Regions from separate parts of the Hordeum vulgare genome. Here all the other regions are linked to region 1. The links are chromatin contacts, called in public Hi-C maps. All regions are on one chromosome and are shown on one strand. The core of a region is the stretch at or near the end of the contact, and the rest is flanking DNA. Distances in the headings are between cores, read along the strand shown. Region 1 holds the start of LOC123444166 (serine/arginine-rich-splicing factor SR34-like). Region 2 has its middle 150 kb from the start of LOC123444167. Region 3 holds the start of LOC123444167 (AP2/ERF and B3 domain-containing protein Os01g0693400-like).

What was found. A called contact is a pair of places that touch in the nucleus more often than the background predicts.
Region 2: a Hi-C map of seedling shows a contact between it and region 1, with 4 times the contacts expected there. The contact joins the enhancer-like site here to the promoter of LOC123444166 in region 1. A contact is called at or near these places in 3 of 6 Hi-C or Micro-C datasets (leaf and seedling) and 1 of 1 datasets of contacts at active chromatin or transcription factors (embryo).
Region 3: a contact with region 1 is called in a Hi-C map of leaf, with 3 times the contacts expected there. The contact joins the promoter of LOC123444167 here to the promoter of LOC123444166 in region 1. A contact is called at or near these places in 2 of 6 Hi-C or Micro-C datasets (leaf and seedling) and 1 of 1 datasets of contacts at active chromatin or transcription factors (embryo).

What each region holds. Positions count from the first base shown.
Region 1 is chr3H:444,427,929-444,431,307 of MorexV3_pseudomolecules_assembly, reverse strand. LOC123444166 (serine/arginine-rich-splicing factor SR34-like) reads right to left here and starts at 1,614. Exons shown (of 14, transcript XM_045120802.1): 1 at 1,590-1,614; 2 at 306-397. The coding sequence starts at 392.
Region 2 is chr3H:444,857,752-444,861,130 of MorexV3_pseudomolecules_assembly, reverse strand. No RefSeq gene overlaps it. Among protein-coding and RNA genes, the nearest start is that of LOC123444167, 150 kb to the right of the region's middle. Within about 2 kb of position 1,725, at least 2 of the 3 cell types and tissues checked have open chromatin away from gene starts, as enhancers often do. A contact at or near this core is called in seedling, where this site is marked.
Region 3 is chr3H:444,712,582-444,715,960 of MorexV3_pseudomolecules_assembly, reverse strand. It overlaps LOC123444167 (AP2/ERF and B3 domain-containing protein Os01g0693400-like), which reads right to left and starts at 1,754. Exons shown (of 1, transcript XM_045120804.1): 1 at 217-1,754. The coding sequence starts at 1,681. The coding sequence ends at 539.

The DNA.
Region 1 (3,379 bases), core at 365-2,864:
AATAGATCCATTTTAATTCCTTACAATGACATGTACATGAGCTGCAACCTGTACCATACTAGTTTCCTTACTATGTACAACTTACACTGAAAACATGGCCAGGAACTTCATCAGTTTGCGCTATAGTCAATTATCTTACTCCCTCTGTCTACTTTTATAAGACGTTTGAGATGGTTCAGACAGTGTCTAAAACAGTTCAAAACAAGCTGTATAAAACGTCTTATAAAAACGAACAGAGGGAGTACATAATTGCCAAAGCCACAATGAAAGTTATTGCAAGAATCATTACACAATTGAATATTTACCTTGTAAAAGAGATCCTCAACCTCCCTCTCACGAATGTCCCCAGGGAGATTGCCGACATAAATGGTGCAGCTGTTGCGCCTGCCCATTGTTTCTGCAGTGAAGAAAATAAAGGTCATAAAGCCTAAATGAATTTTTAGATGAAAAGGTGCAGCACACTTCTAATTTTTTATGCAAAACATACTAGCTCGAATGGTGCAGATAAACATTAGAAGCACAAAATGGTATAGCAATCCGGTGCACGTAGTTCCGCTTGCACAGGGTCCGGGGAAGGGTCCGACCACTTTGAGTCTATTGTACACAATCTTTCCCTACATTTCTGCAAGAGGTTGTTTCCAAGAATTGAATCCGTGGCCTCCTCATGGAAGGAGGTCACAAGGCAACATAAGAAAATAAAATTGCCGCCACAAGTCATCAGCAGGAAAGAAGAGCAGGAAGACAGATTTCATATTCTTGTATGTCTACTATATTACTCCATTTGTTCACAGATATAAGATGTTTTGGATATTTCAATATGGATTACACAGACTGAAATGACTGAACAAACACACCAGAACATGTCTATAATTCCATATACATCCGATTCAGATTTTTTTTAGAACATCTTATTATACTACCTCTGTTCCAAAAACAACTAAAACCACGACACTTATTTTTGGAACGGAGGGAGTATTTGTGAACAGATGGAGTATATGTGTACCATATCTTCTCGATTTAACTACAGAATAGCTAATACAGCTATCAGATTGGGGCCTTAGCTTCCGTCGTCTATCTTCTCACTATGTAGGAATTAGTGGTGAAAACTTCGCAATTGTTCAACAGACTCTGGACAGTTGTCCAGAACACCTTACAACCTAAACCAAATCTTACATGAGCATGAACCCTAAACAGATCTCAATGGTCATTACTAGGAGGAAAATTATCCAATCTTCGGTGGCACGCAACCACGCACTACCAAGGTTTTCTCTGGTCGAGAATAAGATTTCACGGTATCTGTCGCGTAGATGGGAGTCCGGAACAGAAACGCTGGATACAATCAGCCCCGCATCGCGATTCACGAAAGGGGTAAAATCTATCCGTGCTTGCGGCACAAAACAAAAGAAAGTGGAAGGAGGACGAACCTTGCCACCAGCCCACCACCTGTGGAACAACGAGAAAAGTTACCGATGGATTCGGGCGGGGCCAAGCGCGGCGGAGACGGGAGAGACTGGCGGAGAACCCAACTGGCTGGAGGCGATCGAAGAAATCAAGATGGATAAATGTTCCGAGGTTTTCGGCTGAAGTACCTGCGGGGCAGAGAGGTGGGGGCGGCGGGTCGAGAAGCTTCGGGACTCCGCAGGCGACGCCGCGTGGAAAGCTCACTAGGCCAAAAGTACGGTCAAATTTTGTGTTACAACAAACAAAATGCAGTTTCGACCCACGTTTGAAAAAATTAACAAAACTGATCTCTTTCCGTGACGTCAAGACTTCTGGGTTGCATTAGAGACGCTAGGGACCCTGACGTCTGGCTGGGCTCAGTCGGTCAGCTCTGCCGTTGACCAGATGACGTGGCAAAGGGGCCAGACACCAGGGTCCCTGACGTCTGCCCCAGGACCAGACGCGAGGGTCCTTGGCGTCTCATAAATCCAATTTAGTGCAAACCTACTTGTGTCTGTTGTAACCAGGGTCTGGCGTCTCATATGTCCAATTTAGTGCAAACCTACTGGTTTTTATTGTGCGCACCGAGACGCCACGGACCCTGGCGTCTGGTCCTGACCACATATGACCAGACTCCAGGGACTCTGACGTCTGGGTGCTGAACCCAACTAGACTATGTGGTGGACTGTTGGTGTGGGTCCCACCACACTCACTTTCCCCTACCATCCACTCCGAGGTTGCTGCTTCATTTCTGCTCTCCTCCTATCTCCTTCCCCTCAAGACCCCTGTTGAATCCGAGCAAGAAGGTGATTTCCTAACATAAATCTGTCCATAAACTTTGCTCCTTGTAGTATTCCCCTCCGATTCATCCATTTTTTTTTTGTTAAACCTCCTTATTATGATACATTTTGTACATCTTACATTTTTTACATCTTAGAAAAACCCTAGCTAAATTTAGTGTGTATTGAGTAGTCATTTTCTGAAATACAAGATGAGACCGTTCATTTACGTTGAGGCGGCGACGAAGCGTGAACGTAAATTTATTGAGGAAAAAATAACCTACTGGGTGGCAGTCGATGATGCGTTGAATGCGGCGTGTAGAGCCTTTTCAAACTACTGTTTTTATAAAGACGTTGCCAAAAGAATAATCGACAAAAAAGAGAGCGAGATCAAGAAGTTGAAGAAGAAGGAAAAAGATTGTCGGCGTGATCTTGCAATGGAAGTTGCATTATGTGCAACAAGGTAAGAACATCAGCAGTTTAACATTCACAATCATGGTCAAGTCATTGATTGGTTAGTGAGGCAACCTTTTTCGCCACTTCCGAAGCAAGCTTCTCGTTGGGCATGGGTCAAAGAAAAATATGATGTCATTTGCTGCAATCCTCGACCTAACGCCAATGAGCCTATGTAATCTTTGTCATTTGAAACTACAATGACATGTATCCATCAGCCTGTTATGTAATATTTATCATTTGAACTATGTAATCCTTATCATTTGAACTATGTAATCTTTATTATTTGAACTATAAAATCTTTATGATTTGAACTATGTAATCGTTATCATTTGAATTATGTAATCTTTATAACATAACAGGTGCACTTCATTTCATTTCACGACATGTACACAAATTATTCATAACATAAGATGCATTTCATTTCATTTCACGACAAGTTCATGAATTAAAGATAACATAAGGTGTTCACTACACGACAAGTTCACAAATTCAAGATAAAATAGGTGTTCACTACACGACAAGTTCACTTCACGACAAGTTCACAGATTATTCATAACATATCAATGGCACTTCACTTCACTTCCTTCTTCCTCTCTTCGTGGCTTTCCCCTTTCTTGTAGGCACTTCCTCCTCCTCTTCTTCGCTAGACTCATCTTCTTCCTCTTCCTCTTCTATATCTTCCTCCTCTTCTGCATACCGCATCC
Region 2 (3,379 bases), core at 476-2,975, 430 kb before region 1:
TGAAGTTCCAAATAGAGAGCACGTGGATATATTTTTAAAGATGAAGATTTTGAAAATTAGATGAACATTTTAAAATGTATGAACTTTTGGAAATTGTAAAATTATTTTATTATATATCAAAATCCTTCTAAAAATTCCGACAACATTTTATTAATTTATTATTATTATTATTTAAATTCATTATTTTTTAAATTAAATTTAATGTTTTCTTAATATTGTAATTATAGTTTGAATGCTTTTGTAATTTTTAAGGAAGAAAAATAACTAACATGTGGAAAATGGGTGACACTCATTGCAACTCATTTAACTCCACGGTGGAGTTAGTTAAATAAACAGAAGCGGTATGTAGTATACAATAAAATTACCTTGGTCATGTGGTTAGGCCGGGTCATTGATAGCATACATGTCATTTGTTCGAATACCAAGATATCTTTATTTTTTATTAATTTTAGTTGTTCACTCACAGGTGAGACCTGATGGTCATTTAGTCGTACAATTATGATGTTTGTCTGTCCGTCACTACAAATGGCCCCACGTCATGCTGGCATGCCTAGTTAACAGTACATACGTATCTGGACGTGATTTGAACCGTATTTGAACCATACAACCAAGTTATAGAATCAGTTTGATGTATTTTTTAAGTTCAAGCACCAAAATGATCATCGATGGCAAGTTTAGGCACTACTAGTGTTATTACCTCTTATCCTTCGGTAGCGCGTGTGATACATTTGATGACGATATGGAAAGGGCTGCCTGTACTTTATACCCAGGCACCAAGGGGGTGCCCACCGGGAACATCACGTGTAGCAGGAGGAATGGATGGATGATGACCGTGTCATCATCATAATAACTCCTCCTCCTCCTCTTGGCACCTTTTTAACAGGCCGTGTACACGGACGGCTTCTCGTCCTTCTGTTAAGGCAGGCGTCGATCGGCACTTTCAACTTTGGACAAAGGTAGGGACTAAGCTGCAATAGGGAACGTGAGCGATGGCCACTGTGTCACTTGGAATTCGACTGCGTTTTCAGGACCAATTGTGTAACCACCCCGGACAATAAAATCGGTTCATAAATTTTAGGTTTTCAGTTCCGAACCTGTTTTCTTGTATCCAAGTGCGAAACACCCATGCTGCCGGGGAAGACCAAGGGAAAAAGAAAACGACCTCACAGACGCCGAGATCCGAGCCACGGTCATCCCTCCGGTCTCTCTTATCAATGAACATTTGCAGAAGCGCAGGGTTGTCGCGCCATGCATTGCAGCTTGCAGAGACTGCAAACAAGGGCGCATGTACGTATTAACTAAACCGGCTATAGCCCTGTTTGGTTTCAATAAGTCAGGTGATTTATAACCAGTGAAGTCACGTCTGTTTGGTTGTCATCTGACTTATAAGTCATTTTTTTATGTAAAAGTGAATGACTTATAAGTTTTAAGTTTGGGTGAAGCAACTTATGACTTATAAGTTAGGTTTGTTTGATAAAATAAATCACTTTTTGTATTTTTCAACTTATAAGTTGATGACTTATTTGAAATCAAACAAGGGCATAGTAAAGAAGAAGCACTTGCGCGTCTCCCATGCAGATCGATCGATCGATCACGAGTCCACGGTCGAGGAGGGAGCAACACGGCAACGTACTACTACTACTAGTACGTACCGACTACACCGCATGTGACCACTACGCGCTTGCACACCGTCGGCAGAGCCCAGCGCGTTGCCACTTGCCAGAGAGACTTGACGGATGATTTAACGTGCGGGAGGGGCAGAGAGCCCCGTGCGTGAGGTGCGTCTCCTTCCTTGGCTCTCTGCTCCGTGGTCATAAAAGTCAAGCTCGCCGCTCTGGATTTTTGTACTCCACCTGGGTGGCTGGGTTTGAGGTTGTGCCTTCGGCCCTCCTACTGCGTGTGTGAGACGGTGTGTCCTCCACTCCAAGGCACACGACACAGCACTTGCATGTGCGGTGCATGCCGCTGTGGCGATGAAGATGAACCAGCACGTCGGCGCTGCTTTCGCATTGGCCTCACGCGCGCGTGTCCTCGGCGGGAAACTTCCCGGAAGGGGCGGTGGGGACAGGGGGCGAGGTAAAGCCTGCCTGGCCGTTTTCACATTCCCGGTTCTTCCTGAGCTTGGATTGCAACAAAAGCCGCATCCCAGTTTCAACCATGGAGTAGTTGTAAATAAATATTTGTATTTTCGCTGAGCCACAGGAATCCTGCTGCTGCGATGCGAGCCCGCCGTAGCTCAACCAAACGTCGAACGCGAGCGCCGACGCCGAGCAGTGAATCATGAGGCCATGCCCCGTGACGGTCGCATCTTCAGTGTTTGTGTCCAAGCGTCGTGGCAACCGAGGAACGGCATCCTTCCCCGGTTTTCTAGCGTAGGCAGGCACTTCCGTCCTCTCACAAAAGCCTGTGACACACGTCTGCATGCGACTCCACCCCAGCCTCTCACATGGTCAAATACCCAACCAGACCGATGACCCACACTCGGCAACACGCAATCGAGCAGATGGGCGGGAGCGTCGGTGCAAACAGTGAGCATGCGTTCACAATTTCCCCGCAACAAATACATACTAGATGATGACTCGTGCGTTGCTGTAAAAAGTATAATAAACAAATGTATAAATAGGTGTTGAAAAATAAAAATTATTGCTAAAAAATATTAAGATTGCTCTCGTTTTACATTGTAAGAACGATAACTCATATAAAGCATCTGACAAAAGATGCGTAAAAAAGTGTAACATGATATACATATATTTGCTCTAAAGTATATACCTCTTATGTCTTAAGAAAATTAGTGAAACAATATGTAGATTAATGCACATACTATAACTTATGAACACATGCATGACTTGATGATGTGACATGGTTACATGAAGAAAAATAAATACTTATGACTAAATGCATGCCTTGATGATGTGACAAGGTCGCATGAGAAGGAAAAAAATAGATAATGAATACTTATGACTAAATGCATAACTTGATGATATAAGTAGTGGGTAACAACTATTTAAGAATAGAAGATATATATGCAATCTTGTTTGAAAACCTACTCCCTACTACTAGGCTCGGTGTACCTACTCCCTCCTACATGATATAGAAAACGGGGCTTAGTAATTCTTTTGAACGTAGATGGTTATTGATGAGTTGTAAGATGGTCTAAAAACATTATTCACATTACACATAGATATAGAAATGATATAATGAAATTGTAATTAGCTGCTATGAATAAATATAATGTATCTTAATGTAATGTATCCTATATTTTATTTTTTATAAAAACACATATAAATTTAACCGTGTCTTTTAAGTTGTAAGAGAGGGAGTATGCTGCGAGCTCTGGCGCCAACTCGATGCAGAAAAGGAGGAAAAAAGAGAGCTGTGA
Region 3 (3,379 bases), core at 505-3,004, 280 kb before region 1:
GAGAACACGAAATTTGGTCTCTAGTGTAGTGTGTGCATGCATGCCGCCATGGGCGGGCGCGCTGCATCCCTGCTAGTACATGCATGCACCTGTTGCGTTTTTTTAGCTACACAACAATCACATCACGTCCTCAGGGTGTGCATATATAAATAAATGCATGAAAAGGCGCAAGAAAAGAAGCAAGGTCCAAGGTCAAAATGCCAAATATCTAGATACTTCTAGTGCCAAATAGGATATGTTCAATTTGACGAGGAAACTGATGAGCTAGGCTACATTCAAAATGTTATTATCATCTCTTGCTCTTCGTCGTCGTCCGTTGAACGATCTAATCTAGCATCCTTCTACGGCTTCCTTAATTAGTATACATCTTTTGGGAGGATAAGATTTACAGTACATCAGAGCATGCAAGAACATGACAAATAAACAAACCAAGTTGATAAGAACAAGGGACTAATTAGGCTAGCTCTACCACCTGAATTATGCGAGCCAAAACCGCCGCCTAGCTGGAGAGAGAGAGATCAAGCTAATAGTAACAACTCTACGCTAGCGCCAGCTCTATGCATTGCTTCTTGAACGCCACTTTCGGAGGCGGCGGCTTCACCAAGTCTCTGGCCCTCTTGCACCCGCCCGGCATGCCCTGCTCCGGCGCCGCGAGAAGATCGACGCCGAAGAGTCTCACGGCCTTCTGCACGGGCGCCGACGACTGGTCCACGGGGTCTGCTTCGGCGGCGGTGTTGGTGTTCGGCCGCAGCCTGCAGTCAATGAAGAACTTGCTGTCTTCGCCGGTCCTCCCGGCGGCGGAGCGGTAGAACCCGACGACGTCTCCGGCGCCGAGGCCCTTCTCCTTCACGAAGCGGCTCCAGCCCTTGGTGAGGACGTAGCTCTGGCTGCTGTTCCAGTACGAGTAGCGGAACCGCCACACCTTGCCCGCATCGTCCTCGAAGTTGAGGAGCAGGCCCTTGCTCTCGCCGCCGCCGGCCGGGAGCTGCAGCGGGAAGTGCTTCTCGGCGTTCTGCTTCGGTATCACCAGCCTGTTCAGCTTGCCGACGTCGCTGGGCGTGACGGTCTTGTCGAAGAGGTGCTCGCGCACGGCGGCCGGGGAGGGCGGCGAGGCGCTGCCGCCGGCGTCGCCCGAGGTGGTGGGCGCGGAGAGCGCGGCCGACGCGGCGAAGGCGCGCTTGCTCTGGGCGAGCTCGTCGAAGTAGGTGTGCTTGCGGAGCATGTCGACGACCTCGGCCTTGGAGCGCGCGGCGAGGAAGCGGAGCTCGGCGGCGGCGTCGGGGTCGGCGTCCGCGAGCGGGCGGAAGTTGGTAACGGCGTCGCGGCCGCGGAAGCGCTGCGCGGCGACGTCGTAGGCGCGCGCGGCGTCGGCCTCCCCGGGGAACGTGCCAAGCCACACGCGCTGGTGCCGCTCGTAGATCTGCGCGCCCCACCGCCCGTTGGGCTGCGGCACCACGCCCTTGTACCTGGACGACGGCAGCTTCCCCGCACGGCCGCCGCCGGAGTCGGCCTCGGAGCCCGGCTCGGCCGCGTCGAGCACCGCGCTGGCGCCGCTGCCCACGCGCTCGATCGGCGCCGCGGCGGCCGCCGCGGCGGCCAAAGCCTTGAGCTTGTCCGTGGAGGCGCCGCCGCCGCCGCTGCTGGTGGTGGCGTCGTCCGCGAGGCAGCTCGTGCTGTCCATGTCAGTAGCGGCACACTGGTAGGAGTAGCTACGGGAGGGAGTATGGCTGCTGTGTCTTCTGTTGGTCGCTGAGGGAGGCGATGTGGTGGGATATATAGGATCCCGGCGGCAGGGTGGGTGTCGTGTATGGCATGGGTGGTACGGTGCCACACTGCCCACACCCCACCCATACCACGCTCCGCGTGGCTCGTGGTTTGCTACCTATATTTTCTTCTGCTGTTTCAATTTTTTCCCCTCGCTTTCCGGTGAGCGCAAACCATAAAAAAATGGCCGGTGCTGTGTTGGACTTTGCATTGACGTCACCCCCCGTGGGCTCAAGGGTCGATCGAGACATAGATACGTGGTCAGAGCGTGGCTCGCCGATGGGCTGGTGTGGGTGTGGGTCACTCTGCTCGTGGGTTGGCTCAACCGCTCAAGGGCTATGTAGCTGGATGATGAAGATAGACGTGTAGATAGATGGATAGATAGATCGTAGCATGGCCTTGGGATGGAAAAGATGGTTCTTGTTGCGGCTGATGCGAGCTGGCCGCCCCGTGGGTGCAGCTGTTTTGCCATGTCACGCCTCATCCCTCCTCTCCTTTCTATATTGCTTTGGATTTGTCCCTTTTTCAGATCAAGTTTGTGGCGGAATTATTGTTGCTTACGCAAGTGGATTGGGCTTATGCGTGTTTTCAGATAGATAGATAGATAACAGCCAAAAAAAAAAAGATAGATAGATAGATAGACGGGGAGATGCCGTGTGCTGGCTTGTCGCAGTGTGACATGGACTAGTGAGGAGCCTATTTCTGGAAGTCTTTGGATTGGACTGGCGATCTACAACCTCATCATCCACGGGAAAATTCTTAGCCAAGCCGGGGAAGGGCAAGGGAACGGTACAAACAAGAAACTAGCCAGAAACACCTATGCCATTGTCCGTCCATACGTGACAAGGACACGATCCGGATCCACCAGTCTCCAGATAGAAAAGTCCAGCGCTTGCTCGCCCGGGAGCACCACAGCGATCGTTGTAGATAACACACCACACACGCACTCTCTCGGTTTAATCTCATGGAGAGAACAACCACTAGTAGCCAAGCTATTCAGCCGCTGCCTGGAAGATGATAATGTTTTTTTGCTACGACAACAGTGGCTGTTAAGTCGGCGCACGGCACGCAAAAGCTGCGGACCGGCAAGTGGGCTTTAGAGTTTTCTTGGGTGCGCTGTGGCCGATCGATGGATAAATCTGGTCAGATTTGTTGCCGCGCGATCGATACGGCCGAGCTCGTCGCGCAAGTGGGCGGGCTACCGAACAGCGGTAGAGCAATTGCAGATTTGGAACGGCGACACTCGCTCGCGGCCACGGCTCGGGAATTTCCATTCCAGATGCAGTACTTGTGTACAGCTATGGTGTGTAGCTAAGCCGTGTGGGGGAAGATGAGTATGTATACTAGTAGTACTGTATATAGACGAGAAGAAATAAAAATACTAAAATGCAACGTGTGTACAGTTGCTATTTTTCTCTACCGGGGACTTTCATCCCTGCGTGTGTTTTCACGGTAAAACAGCTGAAATGCATGGCGTGACTGTTGCCAAGTTTCGGATAGCTGGTCACAGGGAGGCTTGTCTAGAAAATGGGAAGACTATGGGTAGAAGAAACTTCCACGAGTACGCTTGCGAAGGCTCTTCTCATTGGCTGTGTGGTTGAGTTGCTCAAGCTCG